3 separate regions of the Sus scrofa genome follow, and all the other regions are linked to region 1. Evidence: chromatin contacts called from public HiChIP or PLAC-seq data. All regions are on one chromosome and are shown on one strand. The core of a region is the stretch at or near the end of the contact, and the rest is flanking DNA. Distances in the headings are between cores, read along the strand shown.

Evidence for each region. HiChIP or PLAC-seq counts read pairs in DNA pulled down with a chosen protein or histone mark.
Region 2: a contact with region 1 is called in an H3K27ac HiChIP or PLAC-seq map of alveolar macrophages. The contact joins two enhancer-like sites. A contact is called at or near these places in 1 of 47 Hi-C or Micro-C datasets (embryonic fibroblasts) and 1 of 2 datasets of contacts at active chromatin or transcription factors (alveolar macrophages).
Region 3: an H3K27ac HiChIP or PLAC-seq map of alveolar macrophages shows a contact between it and region 1. The contact joins two enhancer-like sites. A contact is called at or near these places in 2 of 2 datasets of contacts at active chromatin or transcription factors (alveolar macrophages and skeletal muscle).

Annotation. Positions count from the first base shown.
Region 1 is chr8:20,019,144-20,023,682 of Sscrofa11.1, reverse strand. All of the region lies in intron 1 of RBPJ (recombining binding protein suppressor of hairless), which reads right to left. Among named protein-coding and RNA genes, the nearest start is that of RBPJ, 88 kb to the right of the region's middle. Within about 2 kb of position 2,237, at least 5 of the 83 cell types and tissues checked have an H3K27ac peak or open chromatin away from gene starts, as enhancers often do. A contact at or near this core is called in alveolar macrophages, where this site is marked.
Region 2 is chr8:19,821,690-19,826,228 of Sscrofa11.1, reverse strand. No RefSeq gene overlaps it. Among named protein-coding and RNA genes, the nearest start is that of RBPJ, 110 kb to the left of the region's middle. Within about 2 kb of position 2,153, at least 12 of the 83 cell types and tissues checked have an H3K27ac peak or open chromatin away from gene starts, as enhancers often do. A contact at or near this core is called in alveolar macrophages, where this site is marked.
Region 3 is chr8:19,857,425-19,861,963 of Sscrofa11.1, reverse strand. No RefSeq gene overlaps it. Among named protein-coding and RNA genes, the nearest start is that of RBPJ, 73 kb to the left of the region's middle. Within about 2 kb of position 2,138, at least 7 of the 83 cell types and tissues checked have an H3K27ac peak or open chromatin away from gene starts, as enhancers often do. A contact at or near this core is called in alveolar macrophages, where this site is marked.

The DNA.
Region 1 (4,539 bases), core at 988-3,487:
TGCTCAATTAAACATCAAAGCATCAAAGCCACTAGTGTAGGTCTGATGTCTTGGTGAAGTAAAGACTTGTTTGTACTTTTCTCTCATTTAAATGATTGAAAGGGTTTCACATACAGCATTTAACTAGCAAACCCAGGAAAATGGAAAAGTCCTCAGCAGTGACAGCATTGCAGTATGTTAAACAACAAAGCGTGTGCAAGCCTGGAGCCCAAGGCCACTGCAGATTTTCCATAGATTGCATTTTAATTGACTTCTGCGGATTCACCACAACATGCCACACACACCCTCATATCCAGCCTACCTCACCCAAATAAGAACCCTGAGCCTGAAGACTTCATCTGGCATGCTACAATTTCTAAAGCTTTGTTTTAGGCACCTTAAGGAGAGAGACTTTAAAAGTGAACACTTTCAACTCCTCCACAGCTTCAAAGTTAGCATGTCACTTTTCGTCTCTCTCTCTTTCGCCATTAAAACTATGTGGTTTGGAAAAGAGGTGACAATTGTGACTTGTCAAGACACCTTCTGCCCTGGTGGTTTTTCTTCGGGCCACTGACTTGACATGTTACTTAACCACACAGCGAGTCATGTAGTCTCCCCGGCTTTTAATTTCTTCTTCCGGAGTTATTAATTCCAGTTCCCTTCCTACCGCACCAGTAAGTAAATAAAAAATGCCAGGTCCCACCTTTTTATTTTCTTTATAGGGAAACAGGGACACACAGAGATTCAGAGCCTTGCCTTAAGTTACCAAGGTGGGCTGTGAAGCCAGTTTTGGTGTATTTTACTGAATCGGCTTAGGATGCCAAATTACCAGCTTTTGTCCCCAATAGGCGTCAGGGAGTCAAGGGCAGTCCAGGGAAAGAGCACCCTGTAGAGGCAGACACCCTGCCACTTTCTTTCGGTGTCATCTTGAGTAAGCACAGATGCTTTCTATGCCTCCACTTCTTCATTTTTGCCATAGCAACCATGACATCTAATCAGTAGTAGTTTTGGTAAACATTAAATGACAAAGCAGGGAGTTCCCGTTGTGGCTGAGCAGGTTAAGAACCCAGCTAGTATCCATGAGGGTGCTGGTTCGATTCCTGGCCTCACTCAGTGGGTTAAGGATCCAGCATTGCTGCAAACTGCACCATAGGTCACAGATGCATCTTGAATCTGGTGCTGCTGTGGCTGTGGTGTGAGCTGGCAGCTGCAGCTCCAATTCAACCCCTAGCCTGGGAACTTCCATATGCTGCGGGTGGGGCGCTAAAAAGGAAATAAATAAGCAAATAAATGACAAAGCAGCCCACTTTCCACTTAAATGCTGTCCCATCCTTGCCCTCCTGCCTGGGTATTTTAGATTCTCCGTGATCCAAAATTCTCTCTTCCCATACCTTCTTTTGGATTTCAGCAATTCCGCAAATTCACTAACTATTAAACAAATACGAATCGAGCACCTACTCTGTCCCAGGCGCTGTTCTAGGTGCCAGGGGCATAGCAGTGAACAAAGCAGCCCAAGTTCCTGTGCCCTGCAGTTTCCACCCCAGAGGTCGGGGGCATGTGGGTGGGTGGAACAGGTGACAGAAGATAGAACCAAATAAAAGAAATAAAGTGGAACGCATGGACCAAGCATTAGGAAGTGACAAACGTTACAGAGGAGAATGAAGCAGAGAAAAGGGTAACATAGGATTCCTCAGGATGGGGGCTCTGCCTGCGGTCAGGAAAGGCCACACCTGAGCCCAAATCTGTAGACGGAGGGAGCGAATCAAAGCTAAACTCTTTCCCCTTAAACCAGAGATGACACAGATACCACCAGGAGGAGCAAACATGGGACTAAACAGATTCCCAGGAAGGCACCAGTGAAGATAATGAGTCTTTGTTTTTTTTTTGCTTTTTAGGGCTGCACCCTCGACATATGGAGGTTCCCAGGCTAGGGGTCGAATTGGAGCTAGAGCTGCCGGCTTATACCAGAAACGCAGCAACGAGGGATCCAAGCTGCATTTGCGACTTAACACCACAGCTCACAGCAACGCCAGATCCTTAACCCCCTGAGCGAGGCCAGGGATCAAACCTGCAACCTCATGGTTCCTAGTCAGATTCATTTCTGCTGCACCATGATAGGATCTCCGGAGATAACTGAGTCTTGACCATTCTACAACTTTGAAGAAGAGGGAAGAACATTTGGAGTCCTGAGTGCTGCAAGTGGCACGGGGGAAGACTGGTCACCACTGATAAGAACGACAGCTCACTTCCCCTTGTCTCCCTGAATGCTGACGAGGGGACAGGGGCAGCTGTGTGACCAGCGTCCTGGCCCAGGTCTTCTAGGCTCTTCTGAAGGAGGGTACACATCTTTGCGTAAAAATGGTCCATGAAGTGATTCTTCCCTGGTCTTGTAATGTATGCCTGCCTTCTCTTAGATTCCAGAACAGCCTTTGGAATCTGCAGCCCTCTCTGCTGGCAGCCTCTTTCAGCCAGCAAGTGCGGAAAGGACCTTCACCCTTGCTTCCTGCCATGGCCAGGAGGCCAGGGCAGGCATTTCACCCACCCTGGAGGTTGCCAGCCAGCCAGCTGTGGAAAACAGGGAGCTTGGAAAAAAAGTCATTTGAATTTTATAAAGTGGTAACTACTATGGGGCTTTATGCAATTAAACCTAAATGCCATTTTCCTGCTAAAGCTCTGGGGGTGAGGTAACAGTTCTCTTTAATGTCAACTCAGGAAGTTTTACCCAAGAAAAGGAGGTGGGGGGGGGGAAGCTGTTTGCCAAATCAGGAAATGTGAATTAACTGACAAGGAGCTGCAAAAAAGAGACAGGCCACCGACCAGAAGGGAAGTGGGGACAGCAATAGGTCGTCATACAAATGAGTGACCTGGGGAAACGCAAGTCCGTTTTCACGGCCAGTCAATTCTGCTGGGCGAACCTTCCTTTTTATTGTGGGTTGCTCTGAAAAACTTGGAGGCAGAGGAAACCCCAAACTTAATGCCATCTTCTTGGAAGGAAAACCGAAGGTATTAACAGGACTCCAGCCTCAGTAATGTCAACATTCACCTTGGGCATGGAAACCCTGGCGCGCTGAGCTCGCCCCAAGCTCCTTGTTTCACAGCACACATCTCACCACCACTTGCCGCGCAAGGTACGATTTTAAACAACGAATACATTATGTCCATCAAATAGGACTTTCCTCCACCCCACTACTCCCCACCCCCCTGCCACGTATTAGACCTACCTCATGGTTTCAAACAGGGTTGGCACGCCCTGAGGACAGAGAGAAGAAAGCCCTGTTTTCAAGCAGGTGTTCAGGCCCCAAGAAGAATGAATCACTTTGGAAAAAATGAAGGCAAAATGCAAGTTCATCTGTTCACCAAATCTCTAGTGAGTTTTAGAAAACAGAATTAACCTTTTCTTTTTCTCTCGCCTGCAAGTGTCTCTGGGTTTTATCTAGAAACAGAAACCAAAGGTTTGTGGTACGAGGGTACTTGTCCAAAGAGTTTGTGCCCGAACCCGCTTTTTCCTGCTATCTAATTTTCAGATTCAGTCTTAGTTAGGGCGGCCCAAGACCAGAGGCATTTTAAGGGATGAGGCCAGTGGCCCCAGGCACGGGCCCTGCAGAGATCTGGAATCTAGCGCAAACGGGTGTGCCCATTGCATGTCTCTGCGCGCGCGCGCGTGTTTGCGTGTGTGTATATGTGTGTGTGCATGACACCGGGCTGAACGAATGAAAGGACATCATAGTTTATATGCTAGACCTGGACAACCCTGGCTTTCCCAAGGAAAGCTAAGTCTCCGATGATGAAAAACACTCCACATTAATTGGACCTGGGTGGGATGCAGGTGGGTGAAATGCACTCAGGAAAGACCACATCAATGCTTTTCAAACTCGAGTACCCTGGGTGCTCATTAAAAAAGTCTCTGAGGTCCCACCCCCAAGGGCTCTGTGTTTGTAATGCAGGGTGGAGCCAGGAATAGGTCTTTTAAACCACCAGACCAGCAATTTCACTGGTTGAGGAACACCCTCAGCTTTATGAGCCAGATTCTGTTTCCAGGCAGTCTTTCCATTAACTCTTTAGTTAGTGGGTTGCTTCCTCCTGAGGGCCTGCATCCTTAAAAAGGGATTTTAGCTGCCTCGAGGTAACGGGGGACACCAGCTGGACCACGGACTCTTCTTTCCCTTAGGCATTCCTCTCGAATTCTCCTCCCTCGGCCCAACCCTTCACCTGTTCCTCCTTGTCTTTAGTTCCAGAAGCCATTTCATGAGCTTCTACCAAAGTATAAGGTGTTGGGTTTGTCCAAATGAGTTAAGACTAGCCCTGCCCTTAAGAAGCTGAAGTTTGGTCAAAGAGACAGACAGACTGAACAGATCATTTCAACAGGAAGAGCCATGACTTAAAATAATGCAAGTCCTGGAGCTCAGAGGCAAGCACTTTGAACAGCCTCAAGTGCCCCGGTTTTCCAGTTAGCCGAAGTGGGGGTACAGGTCCAAGCTACCCAGTTCCTCCCTCCATCAAATTAAAGCAGGTGCATTTGCCAATTGCTAATTTACCACAAGAATAGCCCAAGAAGCCAAA
Region 2 (4,539 bases), core at 904-3,403, 200 kb after region 1:
GGCCACATCCTCGGCATATGGAAGTTCCCAGGCTAGGGGTCTAATTGGAGCTACAGCTGTCTGTCTATGCCACAGCCACAACAACACAGGATCCGAGCTGTGTCTGCGACCTACACTGTAGCTCACGGCAATGCCCAACCCATTGAGGGAGGCCAGGGATCGGACCTACATCCTCATGAATACTTGCTGGATTCATTTTTCACTGCATCACAATGGGAACTCCCAAGTTTGGGCAGTTAGGAATAAAGCTGCTATAAACACGTGCACAGGTTTTTGTGTGGACGTAAGTTTTCCCCTCCCTTAGGGAAACGCCAAGGAGCACAACTGCTGGATTGTGTGATAAGAGTGTGTTTCACATCGTAAGAAACTGCCCAGTTCTCTGCCAAAGTGGCTGTACCGTTTTGCATTCCCACCAGCAAAGGTTGGGAGTTTGCTCCATTGCTCCACAGCCTCGCCAGCATTTGGTGTCAGTGTTTTGGATGTTGGTGGTTCTAATAGGTGTGCAATGACAATGTTTTAACTTGCATTTCCCAGATAATGACATGGTGTGCTGTGGAGCATCTCTTCATATGCTTGATTGCCATCTTCATATCTTCTTTGGTAAAGTGTCTCTGAAGGTCTTGAATCCATTTTTTGATGGGGTTGTTTTCTTATTTTCGAGTTCTAAGTGTTCTTTGTAAATTTTGCATTGCAGTCCTTTTCACGATGCCCTTTTGCAAGCATTTTCTTATTTTTATTTTTTTGTCTTTTTAGGGCCACGCCCATGGCATATGGAGGTTCGCAGGCTAGGGGTTGAAATGGAGCTGCAGCTGCCGGCCTATGCCACAGCCACAGCAAAGCCAGACCTGAGCCACCTCTGCGACCTACACCACAGCTCACGGCAACGCCAGATCCTGAACCCCCTGAGTGAGGCCACGGATCGAACCTGAGTCCTCATGGATACTAGTTAGATTTGTTTCCACTGAGCCACGATGGAAACTGCTTTTGCAAGTATTCTCTCCCAGTCTGTGATTTGTCTTCTCATTCTGTGTCTTTCATAGAATAGTTTTTAAATTTAATGGAGTTCAGCTTATCAATTATTTCTTTCAGGAGCATCCCTTTGGTCTTGCATCTAAAAAGCCATCACTATGCATTTGGCTTTACATTTTAAAAGGTATTTATAAAAACCACAAGAGAAATGTGAAGTTGGGGCTGCCCTGGACAGTCTGAGAAGTGCATGGGACAGGTGCCTATTGATCTCATCAGCATCGTTCTGCAACTTCCCAGGAGCCCTGATTCCCGTTGGTGGGCCCTGTATCTCCATGGAAGTTACACCACCCAGCTTTAGGAAGAGAACACGTGATCTAGCCAATCAATGAGCCCAGGCCTTGGCCACTGTGATTGGTTCCACTTTGGGCAAATGACCAAAGCCAGTGCAAGCAAAATGAAGTTCAGGGCTCTGATTTAGAAACTGGGGACAAAGGCATTCTCTTTTGCTCAGAGGCAGTATGGCTTATCTGTATGGGGAATGGAGTTGCTACAGCCACTTTTGCTACCTGGAAGATAGCCATGCTCAAAACAACCCACATCCAGAAGAGATCAGCACCGGGAAAATGTTAGAAAACAGAAAGGAGCCCTAATAAGATTCAGATCCCCTGGAACGAATTGTGCCTGGAGACTGTTCTCAGTCTGGACTTTGGGGTTACATGATCCAATAAATTTACTCTATCAGTTGGGGTCTAGTCAGGAAAAGAGAAACCACACCAGATATTTCAAAACACAGGGAGTTAATAAAAGAATTTGTTACACAAGGGAGAGATCAAAAAGAGGATGCTGAGGTAACTCAGAGATTAATAACTCCTGAGGTCAGCAGAAGAGGGGGTAGAGGGTAGTTCAGAGCTTGGGGCCTTGGAGGGGGTCTCATGAGACTGGTGCTGGGCTCGTGGAGGGGAATCTGCCCTGCTCACATTCAGACCCTTGAAGTTCTCAGATCACTGAGGAGGGGGAGAGACTTGATAGGTGCTTACATCCGCAAGGAGGTACCAGGGGTTGGTCTGATGCCCCAGAGCACACGGGCCGGGAGATGAGGAAGCCCCTCCCAAGGGGCCATGGCTGGTGGTCAGCTCCAGTCCCTCTGCAGGACGTGGTGAGGAGGCTCTGGGAGCAGCAAAAGGAGCTGGGAAGTGGAGCCCACTGTCTACTCTTGCTGGAGAGACACTACCAGGAACTGAAAGAAAGAAATGAAGCCCTTCTCCTTTTCTCCCACCTCCCGGTGTCCCTCTGGTGCCCCCTGTTGGCGGAATCTCATAGACAGTCTGTGAAAAGGGGGTGCCGGGGACCAGACCAGCATCACAGAGTGAAAAGGGTGAGCTGAAGGATGAGAGGAGAAAGGTAAAAAGCAGGCACAATGGTATAGCCAATTCGAATGGGGCTTTCTGCTGGTTGCAATCCTATTGATAAACCTGATTATCATAACCACTATAATTATAGTCTTATCCCATACTTCCCTGGGCTATAATCTGGAAATCATTTTGGTAATCCTAATTCTATGGCTTACTCTGTTGATTGCTGATGTGTTCCTGTCCATTCTCTCTGATGAGACGACCAAGCATGGGGAGGCCAGATACCAGGTTCACTCCAAGCTGCCCACTTCTCTTTCGGAAAAGCACATGGTAGATGGAAACTTCGAATCTAAGTATGTGTTTTTTGTTTTGTTTTATTTTGTGTTTGGCTGCACTTATGGCATGCAGAAATTCCCAGGCCAGGGATCTAACCCTCCCCACAGCAGGGACAATGTCGGATCCTTAATTGGCTGAGACACTAGGAAACTCCAGTGGATGGAAAATTGGAGATCCATTGCAAGAAGAAACTCTGAGGCTTCTTTGGGGGTTGGGAATTGGACTGGGGTGTATTTTGCCTGCAAGATACAGACCCCACCACCACCACCAAGTGATTCAACCATGAGAAAATCTATCATCTCCCATAGCGGGAACTCCAGGGAGGCAGCTTCGAGGAGGGTTAATTCATCAGCTCAACAATATCATCAAGAATACACGTTCTTTTCATCTTTCCTCTCTTGATCCTCATACTTGGTTCTTTGGCTAATGTCCCAACATGGTTATAACAGCCGCCTCGATTCCAACCATGTTATCCGGATAATGTCCAGTAGAAGAAGAGCTCCGTCTTTGTGCGCGTGTCTCTTGCATAGCAAGGGAGCCTTTGCCGGAAGCCTCCAACTGGATTTCCTGTCATGTCACAGGGTAGAACCAGGTCATGTGACCACACCTGAACTTATGACCAGCAAGGGGGCGAGGAACCCCGTGGTCGGTTCAGACCAACTAAAGTTCATTCTGGATCTGGGCTTTGGTATCTGTATCAGTCAGGATTTAACCCAGAACCACTAGAACCACTTTTCAAGGGTCCCACATCCATGTGGAATTGGATTTGCGGTCGGAATGGGACTTCTGCCACAGAGAAAGCATCAACCCATCTCTGCAGGACTGCGGTCCTCGCATGTGATGCTGCAGCTTCAAGGTCCGCAGTGCAGGAGGTGGGTGAGAGAAGATGGATGCAATGTGGGAAAAAGCAAGGACAAGCTGGACACCACAGGGATGGACGGAAACACATGCCATGGGTTCTCATGACCCTTGACCTTGATGTCCTATGAGAGAAGCAGGGCCCTTTGTGGCTGGCCTTGGAGAAGCCAAAGGAGGAGCGAGGCAAAGGTGAGGCAGCTTCGGGCCTGGCCACTACTCCCTGACAATGAGGTGAGTCTGATGCCCTCCCCTCTCCCCTGCCAACCTGCTGGGCTTGCCATCTGCCTCCAAATCCCAGGCAAAGATGTCTCTCAAGGCCCAGCTGGAAAGGGATTTAGGAAAGTTAACTTCAGGGTAGCCCAGCTGACCCACTATAAACACCAGGGTAACTGCCATTGAGGGACGGATCTTAAACAAAACTAGTATGTTTTTTTGTGGTTGTTTGTTTTGTTTTGTTGTTTCTTGTCTTTTTAGGGCTGCACCTGCGGCATATGGAAGTTCCCAGGCTAGAAGTCGAATAGGAGCGACAGCTGCCGGCCTATACTACAGCCACAGCAACGCCAGATCTGAGCCGCATCTGCGACCTACGCCACAGTTCATGGCAACGCTGGAGCCTTAACCCACTGAGTGAGGCCAGGGATCGAACCTGCGTCCTCATGGATCCTAGTCAGATTCATTTCCACTGAGCCACGACGGGAACTCCTCACACTGGGATGTTATAAGCAAAGAAGATGAGAGAAGAGATCAGGGGGGAGGCCGCCAAAGGATCTGTGCTGCAAGGGGCATTTTTAGCTGCTTCGAGCTGGGATCCAGTGTCAGGAGGGGTGCGAATGTCAAGCACCTGTGAAGGGGGGCCGTGTCTACACTGCAGAAAAGCAGGCTGCCACCTCTCCCTCTCTCTCTCCCTCTCCCTCTCATTGATTCCGGGCTTATCATGGACCAAGCCCTGGCAGGAAACACTAAAGAAAAATAAACTCATGCCTTCAGCAGTTAGAGGAGCACCCTCCCTCCCTCTGAGTCACCA
Region 3 (4,539 bases), core at 889-3,388, 160 kb after region 1:
TGTGTTGTTGTATGTTTCCACCTGCACATTAAATCTATATACCTTAAACTACACTCATCACTTTCCTTTCTAGACATATTTCTCAGCTTGTTCTCTATATTTCAGTAAATGACAGCCATCCAAGTCAGAAACCAGAATTCATCCTCTAAATCTGTTACTACCCCAGCTCCCCAGGCATACAGAGCTGACCAATTTTAACCCTGAGCACTTTTTCAAAAATGCCACCCCCTTATCCATTTCTAGCAGAATTCTAGTTTAGGCTTTTATCAAGTAAGAATCTCTTGCCTGGCTCATTGCAGTATCTTCCTACATGGTCTCCATTTTAATTCCTGTGGTGAAATTGAGGTGTGGTGTGGGAATTATTTAGCCACTCGAGGAAATAAGGAACATAAGAGAAGAAGGAGGAGGAAGAAAGGAATTAAAGACGAAAGAAAAAGAAGTGAAAGAGTATCTAAAAGAAACCTGGTCAAGCATACATTAAAACTCTTTAGGCTGGTGCTATCATGGTTTAATTTGCGGAAGGAAAAAATTAAGAAAATGCTATATTTAGACCAATAGACACTTTTACTGACTTTCAGTAAAAAGAAAGTTGTAACATTAAGACAAATCTTTTGACCCACTTTCCAATCAGTTTCTGAATAAAAAAGTACCAGAGAAGACAGATAAACTTGCCCTCCTCCTTCCACCACCACCACCAAAACAAACAAACAAACAAACAAAAACCCAACTTCAAACAGTATTGCTAATGTGATCTTTCTAATATTATAGTACTCTTTTGTCTAACCCCCGCCTCCCCCAATGTCCACCAAAGTCCTTAAGTTGGTCCACAAAGCTACGCATGGCTGGACTTGCATGTGTTCATTCAGCAAATGTGTAAGACATGCCTTTAACGTGTTAGGTTTCCGTTTCCGTCTCTCCCCTCCCCCTCCTCATGCTTTTCATCATTGCTACGCCCAAACTGCTAGAGCTCCTTATACACACACCCTTTTTATTCCTGCTCTCTTTGTTGGTTTTCCTCTTCTTCTTCACTACCTTTTTCCTACCCACTCCTCAAGATTCTGGTTAAAAACCAACTTCTCCAGGCAGTCCTTGACCCCCGGATTAGATTAAGGGCTTCCCAAATACCCTGCACACATCTGTTATCTTCTGTGCAAACAATAATATGTTTGCATATGTTTGCCAGTCCATCGCCCTCTAACCTGCTTGAGAAAAAAATCATGTCTTAAGAGGCACCCTAATATAGTGATTTAAAGTCCAGACTCAAAGGAAGTTCCCATTGTGGCTCAGTGGTAATGAGCCTGAATGTTATCCATGAGGATACAGGTTCAATCTCCGGCCTTCCTCGTGGGTCAGGGATCCGGCGCTGCCATGAGCAGTGGTATAGGTTGCAGACGTGGCTTGGATCCCATGTTGCTGTGGCTGTGATGTAGGCCAGCAGCTATGGCTCTGATTCAACCCCTAGCCTGGGAACCTCCATAAGCCTCAGGTGTTGTCTTAAAAAGACAAAAAATAAAAAATTAAAATTAAAGAAATAAAGTCCAGACTCTGAAGACTTATTGCCTGAGTTTACGTCCTGGCTCTGCAACGTACGACCTAGATACTTCTGGGGAAGTGCTTAGCCTTTTGCTGCCTTCTTTCTGCATCCTTAAAGTGGGGTGGTACAGACAGGTATAAACATTACAGGTGTGTTGTGAAGATTGAGTGAATACATATAATATACTTAAAATAGTGCCCAGCACCTGAAGCAGAATAGCAAACATAAACTATTCTTATTGTTGTTAGGATGATGGTGAGTCATCTGGCACAGCACCTAATGCTCAATAAATACTTGTGGACTCAAATTCCTTCTTCTTTCTTTCTGTTTTTACTTTATGTCACAACCTTCCTTTTTTTGCCTTTGCTAATTTTCACAATTCTCTGTCGCAGGCTGTCTTTAACCTTTGAAAAGTGGAATTTCCCACCTCCAGTCCCTCTGGCCCGGGGACAGTCGAAGACCCAACGATATGCTTCATTTGCCCTGTCGGCACTGGTCACTCCCTCCTTGGCTGAGTGCAATGGTTCTTTCCCAACTCCAGCCAAAGAGAGGCAATCTCTATGGGTTGTTGTCACTTCTGCCTCCGTCCACATCGTGAGCAAAGCAGATGGGGAATTCTTCACATACCCAGAGGAGTCCCGAAGGTAAATAGTCACATCTGAATGCCTCATTGCCAACCATGATTCAAAGAAAATGTAGCAATGAAAGAGCATGTGAGTCCCTTGTCATAACAACAGAGCTCTGACTGAGGAAGGGAGTATCCCCTCACTGCTAGAACCAGCCAAGAACCAGAAATAATGAGCTTGTTTCTGAGCTATCCCTCTGGTTTCCTGAACAAAAACAAGGTGAGGTTAATCACATTTGCACCTGAATCCCCACCAATATGGCAGACCCAGTTGTCAGGGCTCCTTTTCCAACAGCTCTCTTCTGAGTTCTCCTCCTCCTCCTTCCTCTTCTCTTTCTTCTTCTTTTTAATTCCTTGCATTTCCCTGGAGTTTCCTGCACTGGCCGTCCTGACTTCACTCTAAGTTTTCAAAGGAGCACATGATCCCTTTGTTCCAGAGGGTTCTATGATTCCTTTACTTCTCTCCAGTAATAGAGAAGAAGAGGCTCTGCCCTGGTCTTTTGCCCCAAATTCCTCCTTATGCTCTGTGGGTATGACGTACTGGTGCGGGGCAGCCTTTGGGCTTGGCTGGTAGCTGAGAACCTCTGTATCATATCTTCTGTCGGATCCCAGACGGAGAAGACCTCCTGTTCTCTTGGGGTTCCTGGTGTGAAGCATCCGAAAGCCCGGTGTACTCTGGAAAAAAATGCCCTCCACTCCTTTCTTGGCACCTTAGAAAGTATGTTAAAAATACATTTACGGAGTTCCCGTCATGGCACAGTGGTTAATGAATCCGACTAGGAACCATGAGGTTGCAGGTTCGGTCCCTGCCCTTGCTCAGTGGGTTGACGATCCGGCTGTACCGTGAGCTGTGGTGTAGGGTGCAGACGTGGCTCGGATCCCATGTTGCTGTGGCTCTGGCGTAGGCCGGCAGCTACAGCTCCATTTCGACCCCTAGCCTGGGAATCTCTATATGCCACGGGAGCGGCCCTAGAAATGGCAAAAAGACAAAAAATAAATAAATAAATAAATAATACATTTACGTATATTTACAGGTGAATATTTACATATATTACATATTTTTATTTCTATAAAAAATCATACAGTAAAATAAAAACACCCCCCAAACCACAGCCACCTATCTCAAAACAAAAGCAAACACACACAGTAACCATCCCTTCCCCTCACCACACTGAAGGGGTGATTTCACACCTACTCAGCCAGGAACAGCCTGGGGTTACTTTAGGGCAGTGCTTCTCAGTGGGGACATGGCAGGAAGTTGAGCTTTCTGAGTCCCTGCCTCCTAAGGGCCACTCAGGCTCCCCTCTTCTTCTCCCCTCCCCCAGATGTGGAAACAGCCCGATTGGACTCCGCCAGTTTCCAAAAGCTCTCCCTCATCCCAGGGAGAACATCACATCTCCATCAAACACCCAGCCGAGTAATCTTCCCTCAGGAAAGCAAGCAAACAAAAACTTCCTATTAAATTCCCATGTGCCTTGAAGACTTCTCAGCATGTCCTTTAGGTAGGCATTTATGGTAGACAACCGTTCTACTGGGCACTGGCTGGTCGAGCAAGGTGACCCTGCCCGAGGACCACCTGCTCCTGCCCTTAGCTAAGTCACCCATCCCAAGTCACTCCAAACTTGTCCAATCAGCTGCTCTCCTCCCGGAACTGATCACTCAGAGCTTGACATTGTCCCATGAATGGCAGGTCCTCCTGCTGGGGATGCTGAATTGTCACAGTCCTTGCCCTTCCCAAGTTGTGTTCACTCTCCATGGCATTGGATTGATTGCTTCAAAACCCTTCCCTGCAATGATTTTTTCTTACGTCAACCGCAATTGGGTTTTTCCAGCAGCCAAAAATTCTTAGCTAATTTATGATTTTAATCCCCCATTTTGCTGTTGTGGTCAGGTGGTAGCTGAGGGCGCCTCTCACCCTGAGGCAAAAACCGGCAGTGGGCTGAGATGTTCCCAAGTGAGATGACCAAGCACTGACCCCTCCCTCAGTAGCATCCATGGCCGCCATGCTGGGCAGGGATAAGAATGGCCAGGCCGTGGCCCTTCTTCATCTCTGGAAAAGTCCACTCTGACTTTGAGCCAGAAAAAAAATCGCCTATGCTCATGAATTGGCAAAGGACACCTCTTGCATCAGGGACAAGCTTCTCAGGGGGCCTTTTGGACAACGTCCCCCAAAGCTCCCTGCATCTTTGTGTCTTTCTGTCATCTGTGCGGCCCACACAAACACTGTCCAGGCCTCAAAGATATGATGATTAGCTGGTTCTTTTTTAGTTCATTAGCCCTTCTGATATATTAGTAGATTATCAAAAGCCGTTTCAGTATGTCATAAAATCTGTTTGGTATTAACGTGATACATGATGTGTTTTGCTCCATCCAGCTAAAT